Regions from separate parts of the Mus musculus genome. Here regions 2 and 3 are each linked to region 1. The links are chromatin contacts, called in public Hi-C and HiChIP or PLAC-seq maps. All regions are on one chromosome and are shown on one strand. The core of a region is the stretch at or near the end of the contact, and the rest is flanking DNA. Distances in the headings are between cores, read along the strand shown.

Region 1 (4,288 bases), core at 1,500-3,999:
AAGGCTAGCCTGTAAGCCCCAGAGAGCCATCTGTCCCTGCCTCCCTGGTGCTAGAGTTACAAATCTCGTCCACTGAATCCAGATTCCAGCCTCCCCCCACCCACCCTCCATCCACCATGGAGCTGGGCATCAAATTCAGGTCTCCGGAACAAGTACCTCACCAAGCAGCTGGCTTTATAGGCCCAGATCGACTTTTGATGTAGAATGTAGCTTGTCAGTTTTCACAGACTCCTTTGTTTTCCTCAATATGTGCAAAGTGCTTTCTTTCCAGTTTGAGTACCTCAGAGAGAAAAATAATCATAAAAATTAAAACTCGAAGAGATAAGATGGTAGCTAATGCCAAAGAGGAGAATAGCCCTAGGTAGGTAAAATGAAAAGTGCCAAAATAGCCCTAAACATTATGCCACAGTAAATATTGTCAGAGATTTAAACAACAACAACAACAACAACAAAAGAACCCCACAAGCAAACAAACAAACAAACAAGAAGAGACAAAATATTTGCAAGCTATACTTCTGCCAAGAGCTTAGCATGAAGAATGCACAAGAAACTTTTTTTAAAAAATCAAAAACAGGAAATATAAAAACAAGCAACCTAATGAGAAAAGAGGGTAAGGATAGGCATTTCTTAAAAGAATGTACATGCCAGACTTGGTGGCACATGCCTTTAATCCCAGCACTTGGGAGGCAAAGGCAGGTGAATTTCTGAGTTCGAGGCCAGCCTGGTCTACAGAGTGAGTTCCAGGGCAACCAGGGCTACACAGAGAAACCCTGTCTCGAAAAACAAACAAACAAACAAAAAAGAATGTACACAAATTATAAACCACTGCGTGAAAAAGTTCACTATCACTCGTCGTCAGGAAATAACAAACAAAACCAGCGATATCAGTAAAAAATAGCCCTTATGAAAATGATAAATGTAACAAAGAGAGGTGTGGAAGAAAGAGAAGTTGTGTATACTGTGGGTGGGAATGTCAATAAGACACTGTGCAAAGCAGTGTGGTGGCCCCATCAGAAAGCCAGAAAGAGACTTACAAAACGGTCCTGCAACCAGACCTCTCTCTGGATAACTAAAGGAAATGAAAGCAGTCTATCAAGAAGCATCTTCATGCCAGTGTTCACCACAGCACGACTCATGCATAAGACACCAAAATACATGTGCTCTGTGGAGTGCAATTCAGCCATAGAAATAATGTAATCTTGTCATTTGCAAGAAAATAGGTGAAACCAGAAATCATTGTGCTAAGTGGAAAAAAAGAAAAAGAAAGCAGGCACAGAAAGGTAAGTACCTCAGTTAGCTTAGGGTGGCTTAGGATGTGAGGACCGAAGTGCACGGACCCAATCCTTCTGTTTACTGCTCTTCCTGTGGGTGCAGTAGTAGTAGTAGTAGCAGCAGGGGCAGCAGCAGCAGCAGCAGTTGGCTCCAGCTTTCAGAGACCCCAGAACCAGCCTTTTCATGCCCCTCTGAGAAGCCAGCCTTAGATTGGTGATTCCAGAAAGCTTTACTCAGCCCTGGATTATCCTCAGAGCAACAACTCCACCTCTTGACTTCTGTTTCTCCAGGCCTTCACTGGTCGTTGATTTCTTCGTTAATTCTTTTCCTAAAGCTAACTTCAAGTCCCATAGATCAGTTTGAAGTACTCAGCTCAGCAGACAGGCATCATCACACACACCTTTAATTCCAGCACTCAGGAGGTAGATGCAGGTAGATTTCTAAATTAGAGGACAGCCTGGTCTCCATAGTGAGTTCCAGGCCAGCCAGGGCTACATAAAGAGAGCCAATGAGTTGCCATCTGTATTTGGCCATCTTCCCAAAACACCCAGAACACCACCAGGTCTATAATGTCTTTCAAATCACTTAATTACAACAATAAAAATGTAGATTAAAATGCTCCCTGTGAATAAAATGCTCTAAACATTACACTCCAGCAGACTCGTTGACCATGTCTCCCAGCAACTTTGAAGGAGCGGCAAGGATGATCATCTATGCCTGTGAAACTGTCTCCCCTAAGCAAAGCTGATTTTATGGGTTTAAATTCTTGCGTTGTACAAACATGAGCAAACATACATTGTTCAATGGTCCCTGATGTGACACAAAGGAGAAAGATAGCCACTCTTTCCTTCTGATGGTGTCCCTCAACTTCACTCCCCCCCCCACACCACACACACACACACACACGCACACGCACACACACACACACACGCACACGCACACACACACACACACGCACACGCACACGCGCACGCGCACGCGCACACGCACACATACACACACTTTGTAGAAACAATAATGCCTCTTTCTAAAGAGGTTTGAGATTTTTCTCAAGGTCTAAGATTAGGATTAGAAAGGGAAGGAGGTCACGTGGCTTTGTGGGCCATTTAGCACCATCGCCTAACCATTAAAAATTCTACAGGAAATTTTGACTTAATGTCTTCTTTGCCCTTGACAGGAAAATCACTTTGGGGGATTCTTGACTATAGTTTCTAGACCGATTTATCCTGGAAGATCCTTTTGATTCTCAGAGATTACCCCTCCTCTTTCACAGATGCCTTCTGGGCTGAGCAGCTAATGTATGTCGTCATCGATGTGCACGCAGATGTTTCGCAACCAGCTTTCAAACACTGCGGTTTATATCTAGAATCTAGAAAGCCGCCCCCCACCTCCTCCCAAAGACCTGTGTACTAAAGACTTAGTCAACTTGGCATTACTGGGAGATGACAAACGTTTTAAGAGGCCTAGTAGGAGGTTGTGTAGTCCTTGGGGCCCTCCTCTCTGCCTCTTCCTTTTCTACCACATTCTGACCACATGGTCAACAGTTGCTTTACCACGGCACCGTGATATGATTCTACCTTGCCTTGTTACACAAGTTCACATGCAATAGGACCAAGTAGTACCTCCAACCCCATGGCCAAAGCAAACCTTTCCTCTTTGTAAATTTGAACGTCTTTGGGTATTTTGTTGTAGTGACAGAAAGCTGGTTAACACAGGAGGAAGGTCCTGGCTTTCCACACTTGCACATTTTTATGGCCCTAACAATCCTAACAATGGATCCTGTCCATCTATCTATCCCCGTGATATCCCTTAGGTAGGCTGCAGAAAGAGATATATAGAGTTGGTTATCACAAGCTTATTCTGACCTGGATGCTTATAAACACTTATGAGCCAATTACACCCACCAATATCACTTAAGCAATGTGTTCAGGGTACCATGGAGATAAGGATTTAGGAAGCTAGGCTGGAGTCCTCCGTTCCAGGTGTTTGCACGCTTAAGCCAAGGAGATGATTTTTCTGTGTCCATGACTGCTCAGTGTCCTTGAGAGCCCTGTATCCACAATCTACAGAGGTACATGGGATAGGACGAGAACAAGTGGACAAAACTCAAAACTCTCAGTGTTTTAAAGTTGAAACCAATCTCCTCGCCAAGGCCCATGAGATCAGACACTTCTTTCTTCCCAGGCATCGGCTCTACCTGGTCAGAAATGTAAACTCCAAGAGAATTTAAACTGGCTTTCTGACTGTAGAGGGTTTGCAAGTTTGAGAAATTAAAGACAGAGCTAGCTATAGGCAAAGCCTGGATGCTCTCTGAGATGAAGCACCTCTGACCCCAACTGGCTGCTGCAGTGCACTGCATCTCTAGATGGCCAAGTCTCAGTGTGTAACCTGAAGGGCTGGATCTAGCCTGTGCACACCTTGACTTGGTTTTGTTATTGTTGATGATGATGTTATTGCTGCTGTTACTGTTGTTGCTGTTGTTGTTGTTGCTGTTGTTGCTGCTGCTGCTGTTATTGTTGCTGCTATTGTTGTACTTCTCAGGGTGGCAAACAATTCTGCTGCACTATACAGAAATGATCCAAGAGAAAGTGTGCTTGGTTTTCCATTTCTCACTCTCTGGTCCTTTTGCTGCCAAAACCCTAGATCCTCCTTCTCTGTTTAAGTCCTTCCTGAAGATTTCAGTGCTGGACATGAAATTTTGCCCACCAAGTTATTGGTCAGAGGGGCCCTGGAGGGATCCAGAACTATGTAGGCTGTTGTTTGATCTTGGTTGCCAACATAACTAAGTGGGGTTCAGGGGGAAGTTCTTTTGCTGAATACACCATACACTTTAGTTGAAAGACATCAAGAATTCAATCTCAAACTTATCAGGAAGTTCTCTTCCTGCTGGCTAGTTTTCATGGTGCTGGAGGGTGTTGGGAAGTTGGCTCAGGAAGAGAAAACAGTGGTCTTACCCACATGCTATGTGGTGTTACCCACATAACAACCTGCCAGCGCATTGTGCCCACTGATACAT
Region 2 (4,307 bases), core at 1,772-4,271, 510 kb before region 1:
CTGAGAGGCGTGGTGTATGGACATCAGTGGCTTAGGGAAGTTGGTTGTGGTTAGTAGCTGTGGTCAAAGAAGAAATAATAGGAAGACATTAAATTCAGGGGTCTCTCTGTCCTTCTGTCTCTTTTCCCTCTATCTTTGTTTCTCTCCGATCTAGTCTTAGGTGGTGAAACTGGGGTTTGAGGGAGGGGTAAAGAGTAGGAAAAAGGAGAACCCACAAAGAAGCCAAGACCAGCTACAAAAATGAGAAAAGTGGTTTCTTGCTAGTTTTCATGCAAATTAGCAAAAGCCACTTTGTCCTTCGGCGACATTACTGCCCTCTGCCAGGACAAAATTATAACAACCACACACATCTAGTAAAACTGTAGCATGCATGGTGCTCATAGAACTGTGTAGAACACAGGAGGTGTAGCAGCCTTAATTGTCCACTGAAGGGTGGCAGTAGTTCTTAGATACTCTGAGGGGGAACGAGGTGGAGAGTCACTGTCTTCAGCAAGGTGCAGGGGTGGGACTAGAGCACAGAGGGTTCACAGAGTGAGAGGAAGGGGAGAAAAGCAGACTTTTGTTTTTGGCAATAGTGGAGAATAAAGTTTTAGGTGGAGTGAGCCCATTGCACTAAAGCGGTGGGCAGACATCAGGGTTTGTAAGCAGAGCTGAGGTGAGGAGGAATCTCCAGAACTCAAAGGACAATGATTGGCGGCTGGCACGGATGGATGGATGGGTGGGTGATTGGCAGCCAGGAGTAAAGTGGGTTTGAGACCCGGTGCCCCTGCAGGAAGGCAGCAAGTGTCTGGACTTGGCTTTTCCTCGGCAGCAGGTTACCATGTAGGCATGTCATTTTAGGAAGAAGGTAAATACCAAATCTAGATTCTCGTTTGTAAAAATGGGACTATTGGTGATTTTGTTGTGTGTATTTTTTCCAGCTTTCTGAGGAAATCACCAGGGTTTATGCTGTAGTTTTGAGTGGAGAATAACAAACTAAGATTTCTCAGCAAAGTTAACACACCAAGAAACCCTTTAAATCAGTTTTACTCTGCTGCCCTCTGCTGGACATGGATTATGGTCAAAGGATTTTTTTTTTTTTTTTCTTTCTAAGTACAGGGGAATGCAGGCCCTCAGCAGCAAGGGAAGATAAAGATTTATTTATCTATTTAAAGTAAAAAAATGAAAGTACTTAAAAAAAAAGTCTAGTCAAACCAAAGACTCTTTAGACTTCAAAATATTTTTCTAATTTTTTTTTTTTTTACTTTGAAAATTTCTCATTGTATTCACACCCGCAGTATATAAAGTTTACTCCTCATCTGGCATCCTCCCCCACCCCTCCCCTTACCCCCTGCGTGTGTGTACAATTGTAGGGTTCAGAGGACAGCCTCGAGTATCAGTCCTCACCGTTAGTTTTGTTTGAGACAGCCTCTCACTATTTGCTGCTGTGTTCACCAGCGGTCCTGTAGCTCTGGGGCTGCTCTTCCTCCCATTCTCCGTAAGATTGCTGGATTTACAGACCTGTGCTGCTGTGTCTGGCTTTGAGTTCTAAGGATTAAAACTCGTATCCCCACGCCTTGTACAGCAAGTGCCTTACCCAGTGCATCATCGCCTACGTTTGCTCGCTTGCTTGCTTGCTTGCTTCCTTCCTTCCTTCCTTCCTTCCTTCCTTCCTTCCTTCCTTCCTTCCTTCTCTCTCTCTCTTTCTCTCCCTTCCTTCCTTTTAGTATAATTGTTTTATTAATACTTCGTTCCCCTCATTTCTCTTTATTCCTCTAACCCAGTTGTTTTCAATCTGTGGGTTACACCCCTTTGGTACGTGTCAAAAGACCCTTTCACAGGGGTTACCTGTGATCTTTGGAAAACAGATATTTACGCTATGATTTATAACAGTAGCAAAATTACAGTTATGAAGTAGCCACAAAAAATAATTCCATGGTTGGGGCTCACCACAACATGAGGAACTGGATTAAAGGGTCACAGCATTAGGGAGGTTGAGAACCGCTGCTCTATCCTTCCTGTGTGCTTCCTTCGTGTTCTCTCTCTCTCTCTCTCTCTCTCTCTCTCTCTCTCTCTCTCTCTCTCTCTCTCTCTCTCTCTCTCTCTCTGTGTGTGTGTTGGGTCAAGTGTGGGTGAAATATTCCATTGGATGTTCAGAATTGTCCAAATGCTTGATGTATCTACTGACCTCAGCGTCAAGGTGGTCAGATGGTGCAGCTGTCCTCAGGTGATGGGCTCCGCTCCTCAGAAGCTGAAGCCACAATCACTGTACCCTTCATGGCCTGAATTGAGCCTCATGACACTTTTTTTTTAATATATATATATTTTGGAGTTTAACTCTTTCTCTGTCCATGGTTGCTTCCCGTTGTCTGTCTTCCACCTTGGGCTGTATCAAGTTGTTCCCAGGTTCCTTGACTTATGGTAGTTCCTGGTTGTTGTTCCCTCAGTCCTAAACAATAGTTGTTCTCTCAAATAGTACCCTACACAGCCTTTGGAGACACTGATATGACAGTGCCCCTCTTCTCCACTGCTGACCAGTTCAACTGACTTGAGTCTGTTTTAGCCATAGAAACTAGGGTGATACTGTCTCTACAGTGACAACCCCACAGCCCTATAGAATAAGAGACTGGTGACTCATACATGGGATACTAAGACATTAACAGAAGAGGATTATTTGGCCTGGGTAGACATGATTTCCCAGGTAAATTAAGAGTCTATGGGTTGGGGGCTAGAGAGATGGCTGAGTGGTTAAGAGCACTGACTGCTCTTCCAGAGGTCCCGAGTTCAATTTCCAGCAACCACATGGTGGCTCACAACCATCTGTAATGGGATCTGATGCCTTCTTCTGGTGTGTCTGAAGACAGTGACAGTATACTCATATGTATAAAATAAATAAATCTTTTTTTTAAAAGTAGTTTATGGGCTGAAGAGGTGACTCAGCAGTTAAGAGTACTAGTTGTTCTTGCAGAAAACTGGGGTTCAGTTCCTAGTACCCACATGGAAGCTTACAACTTATCTACAACTGCAGTTATAGATATGCCTTCTTCTGGCCTCCACAGGCACACACATACACATAGGAAAGCAATCATAACATAGAAAGTGAGCAGCTTTAAACAGTAAGTAGGATGAGTCCAGAGTATGAGCGAGGCAGGATGTCCTGGTCCGTGTGTCTGATGGCAAGAGATCTTTCTGATGCTGCCAAACAGCAGTGCCTGGATGCACTCACTGGGAAGCACCCTTCCATGAGCGGCAAACCAGATGTAAGGAGGACCAGAGGAACAACTGTTGTTTGCTTGCTTGCCTTCACTTGTTGCTGGTGACCTGAGATGGTGCTATCAGAACCCAGGCTCTTCAGCTTTCCTACATAGTTAAAAGATACACATCTTCCCAGAAATCTTCCAGCCCTTCAGTGCCAGCCGGTGCTGCTGAGGTGTCCAGGCTCCTGGGCTGAGCAGTTTACCAGTGACTCAGCGTCTGGAATGCAGACAGCTCTTGTTGATCACCTAGTGTTGTAATGGTAAGCCAATCTACTAAACACCCTTGTAATACGTATTCACTCTATTGGCTGTTATACAGAACCTTTGCTAGAATGAGAGTCAGGACAGATGCTAAGCCTCAGAAACTGACCTTCCATCACGGATCTTCAGCAAATAAAGGACATTATATGATAAATAAATGGCTTGCCTGTCACAGCAAGCCACTGTTATTCTTTGAATATGTCATACATTTAGCTCCATCTTGTGTATCTGTCTTGCGTGATCCTTGGAGCAGCCATTTTTCCCAAAGAGCACGGATTCCTTTAATGGACTGTAGCATTTAAAGTTAAGTGTACGCATGTATCAAAAGTCACATGGTATCCCATTAATTTAACCTCCCTAATAGCAAAGTACCAGTTGACACATGCTAAGGAAAAAAAAATCATCATTTGGTAAGTATGAGGATAACGCAGAGCTAAGAGCACACAGCTAAACCGGATGACAGATGGGATTTATGTGGTCTGTTGCCTATCAGGGGCCCCTCGTCTCGGCAGCACAGGAACACACGGGTGGTGCACATCCCTTCTACCATCATGTGCCAAAAGCAGGGCACTGCCTGGAGCATTTGGCCCACCTGCATGTTCCCAGCCTGCCGAGGAAGCACCACTCTCAGACTGAGAGGCTCCCATAATCCACCTGTGGGTATGAAGGGTGTGAGCAGGCAGCCGAGGAGTCACCAGGGTGAAAGGCAGTGCTTTCAGAACCTTTATTTTATTTTATTTTATTTTTTTTATTAGGCATTTTCCTCATTTACATTTCCAATGCTATCCCAAAAGTCCCCCATACCCTCCT
Region 3 (4,947 bases), core at 1,996-4,495, 620 kb before region 1:
TTCTTGGACTGGAGTTTCAAATAGTTGTGAGCTACCAGCTGGGTGCTGGAAATCAAAGCCAGTTGCTCTGAAAGACTAACAAGTGCCCTAAACTGCTGATCCAATTCTCCAGCCCACTTTCTATATTATTTTGAGGCAAATACCCTATAATGCATTAGTGTGTGTATGAGTGTGTGTGTGTGTGTGTGTGTTTTGGTTAAGTACAGACAATAAGCTAGCTGGGTGGGACCCTGACCTGAAATTGTCTGTACTTAACAAATGCAGGCAGATATCTGAATTATTTTGTAATGTTTTTTTTTTCCTTTTAAAATGTGCTTGCAGTCTCCTGTTAAGAATCAAGGGTGTGGGGTCATGGGATGTAATTCATGGGATAATAGAAAGGGAACCTGGGGTAATGACTGAATTGATTTATAGTTAAAAGACTGGGCTTTTGAGCTATAAGAAATGAGCTATCTGGAGAGTTTTTTCGAATTGCACGAGAATGTGTGTCAAGCAGAGAGAAGTCTGGAAATCTGTCTTGAGTAGACCATAGACCATCAGCTCATAACCCACGATTTGACTTGGAGTCATTTCTCTCAAGGCTCCCAGACGCCCCTTCCCCAGAACCCTGTCCAGGATGAGGCTGGTTCTGATGTTTAGTCTCTGATGTTTGAACACTTGGTCCACAGTTGGTGTCACTGCTTGAGCAGTTTAGGAAGTGCAGCCTTGGTGGAGGAAGTATGTCACCAAAGGTAGGCTTTGTGGAGTTAAAGCCCCAGGCTGGTCCCAGCTTGCACTCTCTCTGCTTCCTCTGTTTCTAGATTCTGCCATGGGGGAAGCTTGGCTTTGGCCTGCTGTCCTTGCAGATGAATGTGTTTTCATGCAGCTCTTTTGCTTTCTACATCTTGATTTCTTCTCCGTATCTTCTTCAAAGTCCTCTGGCCTGTTCAGGTCCATCTATCTGCTCTTTCTGGTTCTCTGCTGCCCGGTTGGAGTTGTTGGGGTTCCCTTTCAGGTATAGCTATTTTTCATCCCCACCCTCCTTCTCATCGGTGTCTGGATTTCTTGTCCTCTGTAGGCTTATCCATAGCCCCATCCTCACCTTCTTCTTCTCCTTCTTCTTGTGGCAGACATCATAGCCCTGGGATGGAGCTGGTCATCAGTGCCATCAGAGCTTATAGACTATTTTTCCCTGTCTGTGTGACATCTCTCTGTCCTTCTTCCAGGCATGTGTCCCCCTGATTTGTAAGAGGGGCCACCTCCCCTTGATAAAAGGTCCGCTGATATCTCTGGACAGTTGTTAATATTCCGGCCCATTATCCTGGGCAGAAACAGCCTCATTGTCGTTGGCTTTTGCAAGCAGCCCAGGGCCTGTGAGGAGATGAATACCCCTAACAGTCCAGTCCTTGAGCGCTGCGCTGAGACTCATTTATCAATATTCTTTCAAGAAGTGTGGCTTCAACTCCTACCCTGTGTCTGACCCATGAGAGTTTCTCTTATTTGACATCAGCTTCCCATGTATTAAATTTTTATTGGACTTTTCCTTCTCAGTCATATCAGCCTTTGATCTTTTTATATCAGCTCAATCCAGCATATTGTCCAGAAATTGTTATTACTTTTTTTTTCATCTTTAGTCCTCTTGAGTATGGGACCCAGCCAATGTCTGTAGAAGTCCCGAACAAACGTTGCAAAGTCTAAATAAATGGGTCCTACACGGCTTTGTTGACAAGGCTTACTCTCAGTTCTGTTTCCCCATAAGTTGATGCCCACAGTCATAAACGCTAGGATCTTAGGAGGTATCTTTGCTCATAAACGAAGCTGAAAGAAAAAAAAACGAGAAGGTGAAAATCAAGGCCAGATTGTAGGCACCATCTCCGCTTGTCGGGACTGTAGATACTCGGCCATGTGTGTTTGAGGAAAAGTTGATGCTTTCAAAATGAGGAGACTGTAGCAGATCCAAAGCCTGACAATTAGCATTTCTTCTGAGGGATTGCCACAGTGTGCATACAGTTTGAGAGTGTCTCCTAAAGGCCCATGTGTTGGGCAGGTGAAGATTCTACACTACCTTAGCGTGAGGGTATGATACACAGCCTCTAATGTAAGGAAGGTCCCGTGGGAAGCAAATGGGGACATGTCCCTCAGAAAAGACCAATGTGCTTCTCAGGAAAACCTGGCTCATTCTTTTAAAAAAATATTTATTTATTATTTGTATTGACGTTTGGCCTGCAGCTATGTCTATAGGCCACATGTGTACCTTGCCAGTAGAGGCCAGAAAAGAGTGTCAGATCCCCTGGGATTGGAGCTACAGACAGTTATGAGGAGTCATGAACATATTGGGGAACTGAGACCAGGTCCTGTACAAGGGGAGCCAGTGCTCTTTTTTTTTAATTTACTTATTTATTTATTATATGTAAAGTACACTGTAGCTGTCTTCAGACACTCCAGAAGAGGGCATCAGATCTCATTACGGGTAGTTGTGAGCCACCATGTGGTTGCTGGGATTTGAACTTCGGACCTTTGGAAGAGCAATCGGGTGCTCTTACCCACTGAGCCATCTCACCAGCCCAGCCAGTGCTCTTAACCTATGATCAATCTCACTAGCCTTCCCTGGTTAATCCTTTTGAGAGATATGTTATAGATAAACATGCCATGCAATGTTGCCCACACCCCATACAATTGGATGCTATCCACCACTAGAGCTCAGCTGATGCCAGCATTGTGCCATTGAACTCCCAGGACTGGGTAACAGATAAAATTCTTTATTTTATAAATGACCGACTTCTGGCATTTTGTTATAGATACAGAAAATGAACCAATATAGGCACCGTCTCAGTGGGGCTATGAAAATTCCTGCACTGCCCATGACAGGAATAGAGAATGTTCTGGACAGGAGTGGACCATGAATCACTGATTTAACGGAGGTCTCTCTTATTGCATCATAGAGAAAATGCAGATCCACTTTGGAAGTGAAGGGAATCAGGAGAATATTCTCTGGATTATCCAGAGTCATAACTCTCGTAACCAGCTCTGCCCAGGGCAAGATGCAGCATAGCAAGGTAGTTTTGAACATTGTAAACTCTGGATTCATGGCAGTAACACAAGCCTGGTCATTCACCAGAACCTAGGAGAAGAGGGTGGACTGAACAGATAAAGCTAGCGCAGTAGGTAAGGGGCAAGCTTAACAAAGTACAGATTAATACTATATGCAAATACCGAAGGCCTGAGACAAAGAAAACGAGCTGGCGGTAGGTGCCGCTTGTGCAATCTCAGACCCCACTGTACACACTTCCTTTGTGGTAATTACTGTCACCACAGCCAAACAGTCACTTCTCCAATCGTTTGTAATTATTTATCTCCTTAACTTCACAGTACATTTCATGAGGAGGTAGGTAGTGTCTGTCTTATCACCCCAAATCCTATACTGACAGACACACAGTAAATATTTATTGAGTAAATGAAGGGTCACAAACCAATCATGTACTGGGCTCTTTTGCATAATGTGCTCCTCATTCAGGCTTAAACTCTATTTTGTGCCTTCAGATTCACCAGCTGCCTCCTGTGTGCATAAATTAAACCCCACTGACAGTCATCTCACCTGTGGCTTTATGTACATGGCTTGGATCAGAGGGTCATGGACAGAGCCAAAAAAATAAGTCCTTTGGTTTTTGTTCTTGTTTTCTGTTTTCATCTTGGTTTAGTTTGATTTGGTAACTTTCAAATAAAAAGTAGATCCAAGCTACGGGAAAGTTGAAAGCAGAGAGAACTGCAGTTTTATATTAGTAATTCTCATGTTTGTTTGTTTTTCCATGATGGTTTTTCTGTGCAGCCCTGGCTGTTCCGGAACTTGCTCTGTAGATCAGGCTGACCTTGAATTCACAGAGATCCACCTGCCTCTGCCTCCTGAGCCCTGAGATTAAAGCTATGCGCCACCATTGCTAAGCAACCAACATCAGTAACTCTCAAAGTGCCACAGAAAGGAAATCTAGAATGTACCCTTTCATCTTCCTCTCTCTCTCTCTCTCTCTCTCTCTCTCTCTCTCTCTCTCTCTCTCTCTCTCTCCTTCTTTCTTTCTAAAACTGGGTCTCATTATGTAGCTCTGGCTGGCCTAGAACTCAATCTGTATAGCAGGCTGACCTCAAACCCACAGTGATCTATCTACCTGCTTCCTCTGCCTCTGCCTCTGCCTCTGCCTCTGCCTCTGCCTCTGCCTCTGCCTCTGCCTCTGCCTCTGCCTCGTTCCCAACCAGGTTGACATGACCTTGGCTGGGGACCCAGAGACTCCACCTTTCTTTTTGGGCTGAGTTTTTTTCAGATATTGTGATAATAAATTCCAGTTTAATGACTCCAAATCTTTTCCCATCATTTGCAATCAAGTCCTTTGGCCAGTACAAAATCTAAGTGGGACTTTCAGGAATAGTCACAGTCCCTGCTCCAGAGAGAAGACACACAGAGTATCCTTCTGTTCTCTGGGAGAAAGGCAAATTTCAAATATCCCTCCCTGTTGCTCTTTCCTTGGTATGTCAAAAGGCCCAAGAGAAGGGCTTAGGGGTTAGAGAAATGGTTCATTGTTTAAGAGCATTGGTTGCTCTACCAGAAGACCCAGGTTTGGTTCTTAGCAAACATACAATGGTTTATATCTGTAATTCCAATTCCAGAGGATCTGACACCAACTTCTGTACTTCGTTGGCACTAGGAATGCATGTGGTGCATATACACACATGCAGCCAACGCACTCATACACATAAAATAAAAATATTTAAAATAGAGAGGGAGGGAGGGAGGGAGGGTGGGAGAGAGAGAGAAAGAGAAGAAGAAGAAGAGAAGGAGGAGGAAGAGGAAGAGGGGGAGGAGGAGAAGATTTATTTTGGATTATGGTTTCAATGAATGTAGTCCATCCTGGTTGGTAAAGCATGACAGTGGGAACATGGAGTGATTGGTTACATGGTGTCTGCAGTCAGTAAACACAG

Evidence for each region. A called contact is a pair of places that touch in the nucleus more often than the background predicts. HiChIP or PLAC-seq counts read pairs in DNA pulled down with a chosen protein or histone mark.
Region 2: a contact with region 1 is called in a Hi-C map of the G1E-ER4 cell line, with 3 times the contacts expected there. The contact joins two enhancer-like sites. A contact is called at or near these places in 5 of 15 datasets of contacts at CTCF or cohesin (embryonic stem cells, large pre-B cells, pro-B cells and 1 more), 24 of 484 Hi-C or Micro-C datasets (B cells, the Ba/F3 cell line, CD4 T cells and 18 more), 7 of 115 datasets of contacts at active chromatin or transcription factors (bone marrow-derived dendritic cells, embryonic stem cells, expanded potential stem cells and 1 more) and 4 of 9 other capture datasets (adipose tissue, embryonic stem cells, liver and 1 more).
Region 3: an H3K27ac HiChIP or PLAC-seq map of acute myeloid leukemia shows a contact between it and region 1, with 3 times the contacts expected there. The contact joins two enhancer-like sites. A contact is called at or near these places in 2 of 15 datasets of contacts at CTCF or cohesin (large pre-B cells and pro-B cells), 2 of 484 Hi-C or Micro-C datasets (embryonic fibroblasts and embryonic stem cells), 6 of 115 datasets of contacts at active chromatin or transcription factors (acute myeloid leukemia, embryonic stem cells, hepatocytes and 2 more) and 1 of 9 other capture datasets (embryonic stem cells).

Annotation. Positions count from the first base shown.
Region 1 is chr13:112,255,997-112,260,284 of GRCm38.p6, forward strand. No RefSeq gene overlaps it. Among named protein-coding and RNA genes, the nearest start is that of Ankrd55, 30 kb to the right of the region's middle. Within about 2 kb of position 2,750, at least 42 of the 459 cell types and tissues checked have an H3K27ac peak or open chromatin away from gene starts, as enhancers often do. A contact at or near this core is called in the G1E-ER4 cell line and acute myeloid leukemia, where this site is marked.
Region 2 is chr13:111,741,395-111,745,701 of GRCm38.p6, forward strand. No RefSeq gene overlaps it. Among named protein-coding and RNA genes, the nearest start is that of Mier3, 57 kb to the left of the region's middle. Within about 2 kb of position 3,022, at least 18 of the 459 cell types and tissues checked have an H3K27ac peak or open chromatin away from gene starts, as enhancers often do. A contact at or near this core is called in the G1E-ER4 cell line, where this site is marked.
Region 3 is chr13:111,637,231-111,642,177 of GRCm38.p6, forward strand. It overlaps Gm15286 (a long non-coding RNA gene), which reads left to right. Exons shown (of 5, transcript XR_873959.1): 3 at 669-731. Among named protein-coding and RNA genes, the nearest start is that of Mier3, 46 kb to the right of the region's middle. Within about 2 kb of position 3,246, at least 60 of the 459 cell types and tissues checked have an H3K27ac peak or open chromatin away from gene starts, as enhancers often do. A contact at or near this core is called in acute myeloid leukemia, where this site is marked.